Linked DNA regions of Mus musculus: all the other regions are linked to region 3. The links are chromatin contacts, called in public Hi-C and HiChIP or PLAC-seq maps. All regions are on one chromosome and are shown on one strand. The core of a region is the stretch at or near the end of the contact, and the rest is flanking DNA. Distances in the headings are between cores, read along the strand shown. Region 1 overlaps Alcam (activated leukocyte cell adhesion molecule). Region 2 overlaps Alcam (activated leukocyte cell adhesion molecule). Region 3 holds the start of Alcam (activated leukocyte cell adhesion molecule).

Region 1 (4,499 bases), core at 1,480-3,979, 120 kb after region 3:
CCCAAGTTGTGCACGGTATTCATACTGTGCAGGATAGCAATAGCCGTCTGAGTCAAATGAATGTCATTTTACAGATGTTTCTGTTCAGTAACACTTAATTTTAACTATACAAGAGTAGTGATGAAGGTTTTATGACAGCATATTGTTATAATTGTTCAAGCAATGCTATCCTTAGATGCTATTGTTAATCTCTTATGGTGCTTGATTTACAATGTAAATTTTATCACCATTATGTGTGTGTGGATATGTACATGGGTGCATGTTTGTGTGTGTGTGTGTGTGTGTGTGTGTGTGTGTGTGTGTGTGTGTGTGTGATTTGCTGTCATCTGAAGATCTATGCATCTCGTAAGAAGTATTAAATACACCTCCAGTTGAGGAGTACTTTTAAAAAATCAAGGCAATATAGAGCATTGCAAAGCAGGAAATATTAATGAAAAGAATATAAGACTAAGAGCTGAAAGATTCATTTTCTTGACTGTGCTCTGACTTCAACACTTAAGATTTTCTAGTCTTCTACATCTTTAATTATACAGTGAGCAACCTACATTAAATAGACTCTAAGTCATGTCTCACTTGAATGTACAATGATTAATTTCCAAACCCTTATGAAAGCACAATAATAAAAATATTTAATAAAGCCAGCATTTTCTTATCATCTACCAACCTCACCCATTCCAGGCACAGCCAAGAGTCCTTGGGAAACACAAATGTCTGAGTAGCCAAAATAAATGCTAATGTTCATGAACTAAGCCTTGTTCTAAGGAAGCTCCAGGGGCCTCTCACTAGGCGTCTGTTTACTCTTTAAATAGCCTCTCTTTTATGTTTGATTATATTGTTTTCAAAGGCCTGGCACTTTAGTGGCAAATTGGAAAGGGACTATGAAGGAACAGACTGGAGAGATATATGGAAACATGCTTTGTAGGCTCGGAACTGCTGTGCAGATGTTTGTGGATGTCATTAGCCGGAGTGACTGGCACCTGGCAGGACCTATGAGAGAAAAGATTAGCCAATCGGGTCAGAAACAGCACAGGAATTCTAAGCTCCTGTTTGGGTGGGCTGCTCAGAACATCAGTGAATAGGTTTACTCACTTTGATCATCTCCAAGGTAGTCCCAGATCTGTAGCCCAGTACACGCTGGTGGAAATGACTGAGTTATCATGGTAAAGCTCCTTCCCAGCCCACATAATATTGGTTGAAGAGATGATGCACTTGGAAATATCCTCATCGTCATGCAGTTTGTCTTGATGTCAGGAAAGCATGTAACCAGCAGCCTGTCCAAACTCAACCTTAAAGAACTAAAGTGCAAGGGACATAAAAGTTTGGACTAAATCATAATTATTTTGGAGATTATATCTACATAGTCCTGAATAGTTAAATATTCCAGGTAGTTTTGAATTGTGAAGTGAATTTTCCGTTATCTCCAGTGAAAGCTATTAAGATAATAATTCATCTTATTACATTTGAGACCTCATGGCCTTCTGCTTGTGGCAGGGTTGTCTCCAACGTGGTTTTACCCTCACAAGCCAATCCATAGGGCTTGCTAGCATCCAAACCATGTGCTATGCTTCAGCAACGGAATAGCATGTTTAATAATTTGTAAGAGAGAGTAATAATCAGTCTGAAGGAAGCAAAATTCACAGCTACAAATGCTTGTCAACAGATGCACAGTCAGGGCCAGTGAGCTGTCTCAGCAGATAAGTGTTCTTGCTGACAAGCTGGATGACCTAAGTTTGCCCCGTAAGACCCATATGGTAGAAGAATAGAACTGAATTCTGCTAGTTGAACTATCACACAATAGTACTCAACACACACACACACACACCTACACACACACACACAGACGTGCGCACACAAATATATATTAAATACAGCCAGTCAGAAATTCAAGCCAAGGTGATTTCAGTGGCATTACTAAGCTGTAACTAGGAAACTCCTATGGTAAATTAAGAAGTCTGACATACTGTCCTCTTTAAGCATTTGTCCACTGAGTTAAGAAAGCAATGAAGTTGCAGATCTCAACAAAATCGACCCTTTACTTTCTTCGTAATGGGGAGTGTGAATCAGAGAACATTTATGCTTTCTGTTCTGTTAGCCAGAAGTTAGGTGTGTTGCAAGAAAGCAAGTATTTAATCATAAACCCTTGATTGTTTGATCTCTTATGCTGGTGTTCTTTCACCTGTAGGCTGACAAGTGATATATCTTGTTGTGTTGCTTAAAAGATTTATTTATTTCTGGTTTTGGTGTGTTCGGGTTTTGTCTGCATGTATGTATGTGGTGTGTGTGTGTGTGTGTGTGTGTGTGTGTGTGTGTGTGTTCATGCTTGTGCATGCCTGCCACCTATTGAAGCCAGCAGAGGGTATGAGATCCCAGGAACTAAAGTTCCGGACAGTTGGGAGCCACCATGAAGGCGCTGAGACTGGAACCCTGGTCCACTGAACGGGCAGCACGTGCTTCTAACCACTGAACCATCATTAAAACACCTGTGGTTGATTTTCAATAAAGATATTTTATCTGTTATTCAACCTCAATGGCAGACATTTCAAAAAGGAATATACACACATGATTGTCAGAGGTGGCCATTCTGGACGCTTGATGCTGTGCTTTGAAAGATCACTTCTCAAAGACAGGGCATCTGAGGAGAGAATACAAAAGTGACTGAGGGGTGAATAGAAGAAAGGCCATCAGTCAGGCAGCTGCAGGTTAGATAGATGGATTGACTTCCAGGCAGACCAGAGCACAGTTTGCTCAATTACCCTTTTGTTCAGCTTGGACAGAGACATCAGAACAGACTAGACTGCTAAGCCTCAGTTACCAGAAACATTCCAAAGACATCGATAAGGATAAAAAAGTAAATCGTTCTATGCTCTCCATACAGGAAATGCACTCTGCGTCATGTTACCCTTGAAGATTTCTAGCAAGTGGCTGGCAACAGTTGTCATTGGCAACTATCTTGGTCATATGTCACCTTGAACTGGTACAGATGCCACACCACTGCAAGGTCTTTACACTTGACACCAGAGACTTGCAGTGTCCTCTGTTGAAACAGAAGTGTTTTCAAAACACTCTGGAGGCGCTAAATTCAGAATTTTCTAGAAAGGAAGAAAAATAAGTATAAATTAAAAGTTTTGACCCCTTGGTCAAAAGCTCCAACTAGTAAACACAAAACTCAAATAAAACAGAGAGGGAATTATTTAAGTTCATCTTTTTCGTTTTTCTCTTTCCATAATCTGAAGCACACAATAAACAGGGCTGGAAAGTGTTAAAGCACTCTACCTTAACAATTTTCATTTAGAAACCCAGGCACCTAACACTGCCTGTGTTAATATTTGCTTTGGACTGTTCTGCGTATTTAGTCTCAAGCTTCCCCAAAGAGCTAACACAAAAGTCCGCATTCCTATTTGCCTAGCTAGTGTGTGATTTCACACACACTCCCACAGAGCCTGTGCATTAGCTGTTCTTCAAGTGAGCAGTGTACTTAGCTATGTTGCGAAATGTGAACTTTGGAGCTTGAGGAGTCAGCAAACGTACTGAAACTCTTATCGATTTTACTTTGGAAACATTCATCCTGTCTCTTTATTTACTATGTCTACCTTTATTTATCCCAACTGCCCTGTTTTCTCACAATTGTATAAGAAATTGGAGTTTCAGGCAGGGTTCTCTAACACTTGGGCTCTCTAACTCTAGCTGTGTTTGGTCCCCATTGCTAGTAACAATAATTATCAACAGCAAAAGCATTTGAACATAACTTCCATCCTCAAAATCACTCACACTTCCCTTTCTTACCTCCACATTCATTGTGGGATAAAAAGCTAAATTCTTTAAGCTTTGCTTCAACCACTTTCTAGATATCTTTCCCTGATTTCTCCCAGCTGTGTTTTCCTCCATTGCTTCTACCTGGACCCAACTCTCAGGCAGCACTGGCTGCACACATGAGAACGTGTGCTCCCAGTTCATTGAGTTTCATCCAGATTTCTTCCACACGACTGAGTTTTCATCTATGAGGACTTAATACAAATGGTCCTTTCAGGGAAATGCCTTCTGCTTCCTATCCATCAGCCCCCTCATCTGCCCTTACAATGCTGGGTGCACTGCTTCTATTACCCTAATAAGTACAAGGCAGGCAGGTGCGGTGGCTAGCATGAGTGAGGACATGGTACCTGACAATTACTTCTTAGCAAAACTTAATGCACAGTTATTTGTTACATTAGTGACAACACTGTGGGATTGATACCATCATTGCCCTTAATTTTATAGCCAGACAATATAAGTACACACTGGTTAACCAACTCCTAGAGATTGTCTGACTTGCTAGGAGGGAAGCTTGGTATAGGCCCACACCATCCTGAGCACATGGACCGTGCTTCAGCTGCTAGTGCAGTCGACTTGTGTTGCCATAGAGAGTGTGTTCATGTGTTTGGAAACTTCCTTCAGATCCTCTCCCCCTCTCTACCCACCCAACTTTTATCTTTTATGAGGTTCCTCCTCACCCTTTCTCTTTC
Region 2 (4,373 bases), core at 559-3,058, 76 kb after region 3:
CTAAAACAACATTACATATATGTTGATAATGAGAAACTTCAAGAACTTTTATGAAGGTAGTTTTATGAAATATAAAACATTGTTAATTAGTTTACAATTTCTAAAAATGTGGATTTGAGACTTGTGGGGTAAAAGAGGATTGTTCACAACAAGGGTCAGCTAATAGATTCTTCTTAGAAGTTGAAATGTGTGTTTGCTTTTGTTGACTTCTGGGTATAATGCATATGTCTCCTCCATTTTCACAGTGCATGTGACATAGCCTTTCCCCTAGAGTAGTAAGAGGGTGTGGATTCAAAGGAAGCAATGCTATTCAGAAGTTTTTTGTTTGTTTTGTTTTTGTTTTGTTTATTACTACGTTGTTTCCCCAGGGGCCATTTAGTCATCACTGCAAACATAGGTCCTCAGAGGCTGCAAATGACATTACTTTGATGTGTGACAACTTATAAATTTGTATCCTTTATGAGAAAAGACGTTTTAATGAAAAGATATTTTCATTCACCATACACACAGGAATTTGTCTACAAAATACCTGCTCCTCTCCCCATTTGTTGCCTGTGAACTATGTTGCTCTCAGCAAATTGATCTTGCAACCTTCACAGCAGTGCTAAAGAGTGCATGGAGCAGGCACCAGATTGCACATAGATAATTGAATATGTTTTTCTTTTCCAATTAAATTAGAAAATACTGATAAACTACCTCATTCGTTTCATCAAGATTTTTCAGTGGTACTGCCCATAGGGATGTTTGTCTATGGAAGACAGTATAGTGGAGCAATGTTGAAAATATTAATGTTTGTGTTTTAGTATTATTATGATCTCGATTTCAGAACAGATACACTCTATATGTACAGATTTTATTTGTAGGAGGAAATTTGTGAGAAATTTCAGAAAGCTGAAATTTCTACAGATGCAGAAAAGACTTTTGTTATCCTAAGAGAGGACAATTTCAGTCATAAAAACTAGGTAAGTTTATTGTCTTTGAATGAGGAGACACACAGTTTCTTGATATTTTCTTTCTTGTAACTGTAGGCACATTAGAAACTAACATGACCTTTTGATATGTATATGGCTTAAGAAAAATATGAAATATTTTATTCTTTGGGGGAGTCTGTATGTTACCGATAAAAATATCTGATCATTTATGGAGTAGCTCGCTAAGAGATGACTTCACTTTCTAATAGAATGGGATTTTTAATGTAAGGATTCTTTTTATATTCACAAGCATATGCCTGAGAAGATGGGTAGTTAAAACCCTAACACTGGAAGGTTTTAAAAGCTAATTGGTTGGGAGAGGAAACCATGTTGCCATCAAAGAATATTGCTTGGTAAATAGTTTGCAGTCTTTAAGGAATAGTTGTTTCTGTCACCAAAGGATGGGTTGCTATGAGCTTATAGATGAAATAATTTCACATATGTTGAGAGTCATTGATTGTGAATGAAATGAGAACAAGTAGAGGCACCTAGTAGGAGAGGTAAGGATGACTTTCCCAGAATAAAGGAGGCTGGTCCAAACTGCTAATGAGCACAGTTCAAAGAGGCTGTGGCAAAGAAAGATGTGGAAGGTTCAAAACATGGCACAGGCACTTGGTATGGTTTCAAAGATGAGAAGCATTTCTGAATTGTCAGAAGTGTTCTGAGTGGAAATGTACTTTCACAGAAGTATCAGGCAAAACTATTACATGACTTTCTTCTCCAGAAGATTCCAAGGAGCAAGGGGCTGGATGCAGGGAAATCTGAAGACATAAAGTGGCTGAGATGACTCATGAGCAAATGGGTACAGGAAATGATCACAGTTAGGACAGAGGAAACTGTGGGAAGGGGAGCGCAGACTGGTGAGGACCAAAGGAATGGTCATCTCTGACTCAGACACTGGGTGGTTTTGGATCCATGTGTTTGAATTTATCATTCTTCAGTTCTTGATTTACCTGCAAAGAAAGACTATACTTTTATTAGTTATTGTTCGTACTTCTGGGATAAAAAGCCCTAACAAAAAGCCATTGAAGAGACAAGGAGTTTGTTTTAGCTCACAGCATGCTGAGCACATCATGATTGCAGGTACTTGAGGCAGCTCATCACATCCACAGACTGGAAGAATAGACTGACCAATGCTAGTTCTTAATTCACTGTCTCCTTCAGCTTCACTCCAGGACCCTCAGTCTGAAAGTGATGGAAAGACATTGGAGGGGTTCAAGGGAAGATAACCAGGTGGAATGTGAGAGAAAGAAGAGAAGAGAATGATGCAATTAAATTTCAGCTAGAACTATTAAAATAAATATATTAACGAGATGGTTTTTAGCTCCTTGATTAACCCAATCTTAGATAGTCCTTCACAGGTATCACTAGAGGCTGACATAGCCCAAACTGAACCCTTACAGTTTTGCCTGGAGGCTTGTCTGTCTAGGCTATGTATTATAGATCCTGTAAATCAACATTACTCATCATATTTTTCATCTGAACACATAGGTGATAATCTTCAGTGTGTTCAGGAAATGGTTCAGTATAATTTTTACCCCCAACACTTTTTCTTTTATTATTTCTATTTCTTTAACTTTTGAGGTTATAATCTAATGACAACAGTTCTCTCTTCTCTTTCTTCCTTCCAAACCCTCTCCTTACTACCTTTCAAACTCATGACTTCTTTACTCATTAGTTGTTGCAAACACAAATATGCATATATTTCTAAATATAGCCTATTCAATCTGTATGATGTTACACACACACACACACACACACACTCGCGCACGTGTGTGTGTGTGTGTGTGTGTGTGTGTGTGTGCGTGCGTTTTCAAGACTGAGTATTTGATACTGTATAATCAGTTGATATGCTTGTCCCTGGGATAGACTATGTCTCGAGAATTTCAGCCTTCCTTGGCTGCTTGCAGTTCTATGGGTGGTGCAGAAGCGTCATGTTTTTTTTTTTTCTGTCCACTTGGTACGTCTATTGTTACTTTTCAGCTCATGTTTAGGCTATTCCAACTGTTTTATAGGTAAGCATTTATACTCAGTTGTTAATGAAGCACTTCTAGACATGTGAGATATTTCTGTAGCTTTTTGTTCCGTATAAAAACTCATAGATCTCTGAGAAGACCAGACCAGAATCTTGACTATTGCACATCAACTGAAGTAGATTCCGAGTTTAAATACAAGAGATCAGTGTTTCTTAGAAACTCAGCCTCACAGTGCCTTCACTAACCAAGTAATGCTAGCTAGAAACTGCCATACATTCTGAAAATTTAGGGTTTGCTTTTTCTCATTAATTCAAAGCAGTTCGTGTACAGTTTCAAACATTTTCTTATTAATTTTTACTTTACAATTTATTTCTTGGCAGTGAAGTCCCAGCTCAGAGAATGTGGCAACAGCCGCCTTTTTATTCCTGATCTGGTATTATGCTCTCTTAACTCTTCAACGTTTGGAGGGAACTCTTGTCCTTGTAGGTCAAGATTCCCCTCATTTACAGTACTCTCTCTATCTAATAAGGGCATTTCTGGTCAACTTGAACACTTTCCAAGGAAGCATGGATAAAGAGGCCTGGGTGGCTATGTTGCTAAGTACAAAGAGCAGACATTTCAGCAATCAGGGGCCAGAGGCCTGGTGAAAGGATTCATTATCATTGCCCATCTTCACATTTTAATTTAATGATTATTCAATTCTTATGGCTTCACTATATTCTGAAGGTGCACAAGAAGTCCTTAAGCACCACCACCCCCTAAAAAATTGCCTTCTCTCCCCAGCTCCTTTAGTTATCAAAGCTATTCTTTTTCTTGTACCACATGAAGTTCAAAGGTGAGCTTGTCCATAGAATTTAATCAAGGGTGGCTGTAATCTCGTGTCCTTAGACATGTGGAATGAAAAGGTTGTGAACTCAGGGTTTTTAGAACATGGTTTCAACGCATATTAATTAGTGGAAAATGACCTGAATTGATTCTGTCTACATCTGGTCAAATGAACAAGTAGATATTTGACTTGCAGTCTCACATGACAGAAGCCTAGTTGTGGTGTTGCCTATCAGAAGTCCTGATGCTGACTCCTAACAGTTTCAAGGAGTTAGAGTTTGTATTTAGCAGGAAAGAGTAAATCTCACATAGGGAGTCGCCTTCGAGGAGTGAATAAAACCAACAAGCTCATCAGAAACAGGCTTGTTGAGATAAATGCAATTATATCAGTTTGCAGGTAAAACTCTCTAGGGAGAGTTTCCAGGAATTAGCATGAGAACTTCTTATGAAATTCCAGGAAATACAGCATGTGTGTAGCTTCTTCCTCTGGAGCCCTGTGTTTAGAACAAAACATTTCTATAGTAAGCATGGGATGCACTTGTGGTTAGAATCCTTTAGAACATCAGGCTACAGTTTAAATGCTAGATCCTTCTATTGCTGT
Region 3 (4,428 bases), core at 1,107-3,606:
ATATAGAACAGTGCCCCTATTGCTTTTTGTGGTAGCAGCTATATATGAACCATTTGCCTTTGGAGTTATTATTATTCAATTCCAAGCAGTTTACCAAGACATTTTCCTAAAGTAGAACATATTCCTCTCTAACGGAAACTCTGAAGATAATTGACTATATATTCAAATATCTATGCATAGAATTGTGCTTAGGATGAGGTGCATGCTAATGTCTGTAATTTTTCTTTTATTTTGATGTGCCTTGAACAGTGGTTTGCTAACGCGCCATCACAATTTAATTGTGAGAGGTTGACTTTTGAGCAAGGTCACTCACCGAGTGCAAATCAGTGTTTTCTCTAGGTTCCATTTCCCAAAAGGCCAGCACCTGCTGCTGTGGCTGGCCAGTGACCTAGGAGATCTCATTTACTCAGAATAATCAATCCAATGAGTCCTCAACAACGGATATCCCCTTTCAAAAGTGAAGATAGTGAGTGGGGCTTAGAGAGGCTTAGATATGCTCGTCAGACACTGTAAAAGCCAGGATCTGACATGCCATCTTTGCCATTTATTTATTTATTTATTTAGCAACGATATGCTATGTTAGGTTTCACCTCAAAATAGTCAGATAATCTGAAGATTCAGAAGAAACACAATTAGAGTGATTTATTCCCAAACACTCTATTTTAGGCTGGCTGCAGTTTGAAGAAAAATTCCCTAAAGGAATCTTGTAGGTTCCCATGAGCGTGCCAGCAGTTTAGCTCTGTGCACCAAATGCAGAGTTAACAGGCATTTGCCCCTAGCATTTAGCCTTCCTGTTGATTCATAAGATGCAAATGAAATGTAAATGTTAAAACCATGTGGGAAAAAGGATTTTCGGAGGAAAAATATAAGAGATCTATCCTACAATACTGTAAAAGCGAGGAGAACAAGACAGGGAGGCGCTGGGGGGAAAATCACAGCTGAAGACAGAGTTTAATAATTTCAAGCACGAAAGGAAAGGGATTCAAAGATCCGTGTCTGTGTTTGTCTGTGCGCTTGCGCATTCGTGTGTGTGTGTGTGTGTGTGTGTGTGTGTGTGTGTCTGTACGAAGCTTCTGCCTGCACACTTAGACACCCCCCATATCCACTTGCAAGTAGCTGGTGGTTCCCAATCTTTTGAAGACAAAGTCCCGTGAGGCTAGTTAGCATTCCCTGCTGGAGACTGGCTTCACACAGGGGGTGACCCTGTGATGCACCAAAGACTATTTCATGCCCTTGCGAGGTGGTTCAGGGACCAGGATTTTATTATGCTGAGGGCATTAAGAGTTGTGATCCTGCAATCTTGAGTTAGAGCCACTTACGGTCCCAACAGCTCCACCCTGGTGTTTTAGAGGAAAATATTCCTTTATGCTTTCTGCATGAACTGAAAGCGACACGGCTTCCCGATGCTACGCCTAGGAGGTGGTTCAAGCTTTTGAAATTGCCTGAGAAGCCCCGTCCATCTGCTGGATGCCTGGCTTTCTGGAAAGGACCAGGAGGCGTAGGTTTTTAATCTGAGTAACTCTGGATTTTGTTTTGTAACTTCAAATCGTCACCTAATTAAAAGTAAACGTGACTTTTTTTTTCTTTAAAGAACGTTTTGAAAATCAGTGTGGCGACGTGTGTTATGGTCTAGAGTCCTAATTCTCACCGGGAAGGAGATGGGGGCGAAGGGGGAGCACAAAAATCTCTTCTGCTTTTCGGTACTGGATAGTTGATTAAATGATTTGCTTTGATAAAGTGTACGCCAGCCAGGACTAGGGGAACAGAAGAACGGCGAATTCGAGAAGGAGTAACCTTCTCTTCAAAGTGGGGGAAATTACTCTCAACCACCAGTAGCTGTTTCCGTGAGCCTCCGGGTGGAGAATCTCCATCTTTTCCACCTCCTCAGTCCTAGTCCAAGAGGACCCAAGGTGAGCTCTTCGCCCCAACAACTCTACAGAAGGTGAAGGCGGTACCCTCGTCGAGAAGAAAAATCCCTAAGGAGTGAGCCAGTGGACTGGGCTTCGGAGTGCAAGAAGACAGCTATGTGGCCAGGCTGGGAGGACAGCAAAAGATCTCAGATCCTATGTCTTTGGGGCGCTGAGAATCCCCTGGTAAGAGCCAGACACTGGCGAATCCAGCCCGTCACGCCCCCTACTCTCGATCCCGCTCTTCATTGGCCAGCGTGTCCTGTGGGAGGCGGAGTCGATGTCAGCCCCGCCCACCAGAGCGCGGGGGCTGGGGCATCAGGCTCTTCTCCCACCAGGGGCCGCCAGCTCTGCTCAGTCTCCGACTTGGTCCTGCAGCGCCTCTAGGCTGCGGATCGGCGCTCCAACCACCTGCTCCGCGCTGCCGCCGAGGAAGCTGGGCGGGAGAGAGGAGCGGGAGGAGCAGGAGGAGCGGGAGGAGCGGGAGGAGGAGACAGGCAGCTTACACACGCCTTCCCGTCCTCCACTCAGAGCAGCCGGAGCCCGCGGCCGCCGCCACTGCTCCAGCTGCCGCCGCTACAGCCTCTGCCTCGGCTGCCACCTGAGGAGACCCACCGTCGGGACCCCGCGGCGCTGCCCCGCCGACCCTTCTCTGCTCCCGGTGATCCGTGCACGGTGCAACTCTCATCACTCTTCTTATCCTCTCCTTTGCAAGAAGAGAAACTACTAGAAGACAGCATCCAAAAAGAAACCGCGTCTACCTTGACTGACTACTGAAGCGTCTCCTGGAATAAGAGGGTCGCCCGTCCTGGGAGTAGCTGCCAGAGACACTGAGGAAGGGTGTGGAGGGGGGGAGGGAGGAGTTGCGGGTTCCGCGTGGAGGAAAGTTGCGTGTGGCACAGACCCGACGGCGCAGCGCCACAGTCCCCGGGGGACCGTGTGTCTTGGAAAAAAGTCGCTGTCCCCCTAAGGCGAGACCCACAAGCGAGCGGGCCCCGTGGGCCCGGGGACGACGCCCCCTCCTGCGGCGTGGACTTTGTCGGTGGCCTTCTAGGAGGAGGAATATGGCATCTAAGGTGTCCCCTTCTTGCCGTCTGGTTTTCTGCCTCTTGATCTCCGCCGCGGTCCTCAGACCAGGTAAGCTTTTGGCCTCTGAACAGCCCCACTGTAGTGGTTGTTGCGGACCGGGGGCGGTTCCCCGGGAGGCCTGGGGCTGTGCGCTCTAGCGTGTGCTTAGCAAAGTATGGGAGCCATAAAGGCGCGCGGGGGACACAGATCTGTCCCTGGGAACAGTCACCTGTGTCACACGTTTTAGGCTTGACTGGTCTGCTCAGGTTTGGGCAGCGAGATTGAAAACTAAGCACATCTCCAGGAACTTTGGGTGAGGCTTAGCTTGAGGGTGCAGGACCCCCCCCCCCCCGGCAAGATCTGCTGAACTCTCTCCCCCGCACCGTCCCTCCAGTCTCTTGGTATCAAAGTACAATTCACTGCACTCAGAGCAGTTTCCTTTCGCTGGGCTTTGAGGTGAAATAACTGCTGGCACTTTGTCACGATAAATCCCCTAAGTAACTTCCTCTTGGTCATAATGTGAAGACCTGGGAGGAATGGCAGGGGATAAGGAGGGTTTTGACTATCTTTTTTTTTTTAATAATAATAATACTGAAATAGAAGCTGCATTGTCTAGTGGGTAGCTAGTGTAGGGTTGATGGCAGCCGAGTCACGCAGCGTGGACTGGGTTAGCAGTCAGGTTTGCGAGCCTTAAAGCGAGGGATTTCTTGGTTTCCACACCCAGTGGTAGCGCCTCAGTTCTCACTTCTACAGAGAGTCCTCAAAGAAAAACGACAAAATTCCCACCAACCAGAATATCTTGTGGGGAACCCCTTTTCTCACCCCCAGGGGACATCCCTGGCCCGTGGTCCGCCAGCTGGCCTGCTGGCTGCCATTCCTTGGTCCTGCCCAGCCCGCTATGCGCTCCCAGTCATTCATTCAAGCGGCAGGCACTTTTCCCTGCGGAGCCTGAGGATCTAATCCTTTGAAGTTTTGATTTCCCACTGTGTCCTGGATAGTTGGGGGTTAAACTACTCCTTGTTATTCTGGTTTCTGCCTGTTTTTTCTTCTCTCTCTTTTTAAGTTTTACATTTAGGAGGGGTTAAAACAGGTCTCACTTTCTTTTCCCATCTTTTATTTCTGTACACCCCTTCAGTTGTTGGCGAGTTGAAGCCACAGAGGAGTATTCAAACGCTCGGAATCCTTCCAGGGAAGAGGAGAGAGTAAGGGCAACAGGAGCCTGGGATCCCCAGGGCTTGGGAGCCGCCGCTTTGTGTTGTTGGGGAGAGGGGTGGGTGTCAGAGTGGGAGAAGGTTGATTCTCCATATCTCTATATCAAAGTTACATTTCTGGGTGAGGTAATCAACTCACTGTTTCTGAGGCTGGGAAAAAAATATCAGTGACCAATCTCAGGCTCTGGGGGCGGGGACCCTAAAGCCCGAGTAGAGCTGGATTTTAAGGCAGGTGGGGCAGG

What was found. Hi-C and Micro-C count contacts between places; a contact is called where the count stands out from the background. HiChIP or PLAC-seq counts read pairs in DNA pulled down with a chosen protein or histone mark.
Region 1: a Hi-C map of liver shows a contact between it and region 3, with 2.9 times the contacts expected there. The contact joins the enhancer-like site here to the promoter of Alcam in region 3. A contact is called at or near these places in 3 of 39 promoter capture datasets (3T3-L1-derived adipocytes and liver), 2 of 15 datasets of contacts at CTCF or cohesin (CD8 T cells and the NIH/3T3 cell line), 12 of 484 Hi-C or Micro-C datasets (the C3H10T1/2 cell line, the STO cell line, brown adipocytes and 4 more), 11 of 115 datasets of contacts at active chromatin or transcription factors (CD8 T cells, bone marrow-derived macrophages, embryonic limb bud and 7 more) and 2 of 9 other capture datasets (adipose tissue and pancreatic islet).
Region 2: an H3K4me3 HiChIP or PLAC-seq map of bone marrow-derived macrophages shows a contact between it and region 3, with 4 times the contacts expected there. The contact joins the enhancer-like site here to the promoter of Alcam in region 3. A contact is called at or near these places in 1 of 39 promoter capture datasets (liver), 1 of 15 datasets of contacts at CTCF or cohesin (the NIH/3T3 cell line), 3 of 484 Hi-C or Micro-C datasets (the HL-1 cell line, bone marrow-derived macrophages and brown adipocytes), 2 of 115 datasets of contacts at active chromatin or transcription factors (CD8 T cells and bone marrow-derived macrophages) and 2 of 9 other capture datasets (adipose tissue and pancreatic islet).

Annotation. Positions count from the first base shown.
Region 1 is chr16:52,332,746-52,337,244 of GRCm38.p6, reverse strand. The region is part of intron 1 of Alcam (activated leukocyte cell adhesion molecule); the gene reads left to right. It overlaps Gm32597 (a long non-coding RNA gene), which reads right to left. Exons shown (of 6, transcript XR_003951905.1): 3 at 2,966-3,089; 4 at 2,560-2,632; 5 at 1,090-1,295; 6 at 1-987. Among named protein-coding and RNA genes, the nearest start is that of Gm32597, 3.6 kb to the right of the region's middle. Within about 2 kb of position 2,729, at least 10 of the 459 cell types and tissues checked have an H3K27ac peak or open chromatin away from gene starts, as enhancers often do. A contact at or near this core is called in hepatocytes, liver and pancreatic cancer cells, where this site is marked.
Region 2 is chr16:52,374,451-52,378,823 of GRCm38.p6, reverse strand. All of the region lies in intron 1 of Alcam (activated leukocyte cell adhesion molecule), which reads left to right. Among named protein-coding and RNA genes, the nearest start is that of Gm41461, 3.9 kb to the right of the region's middle. Within about 2 kb of position 1,808, at least 12 of the 459 cell types and tissues checked have an H3K27ac peak or open chromatin away from gene starts, as enhancers often do. A contact at or near this core is called in the HL-1 cell line and bone marrow-derived macrophages, where this site is marked.
Region 3 is chr16:52,451,009-52,455,436 of GRCm38.p6, reverse strand. It overlaps Alcam (activated leukocyte cell adhesion molecule), which reads left to right and starts at 2,356. Exons shown (of 16, transcript NM_009655.3): 1 at 2,356-3,044. The coding sequence starts at 2,972.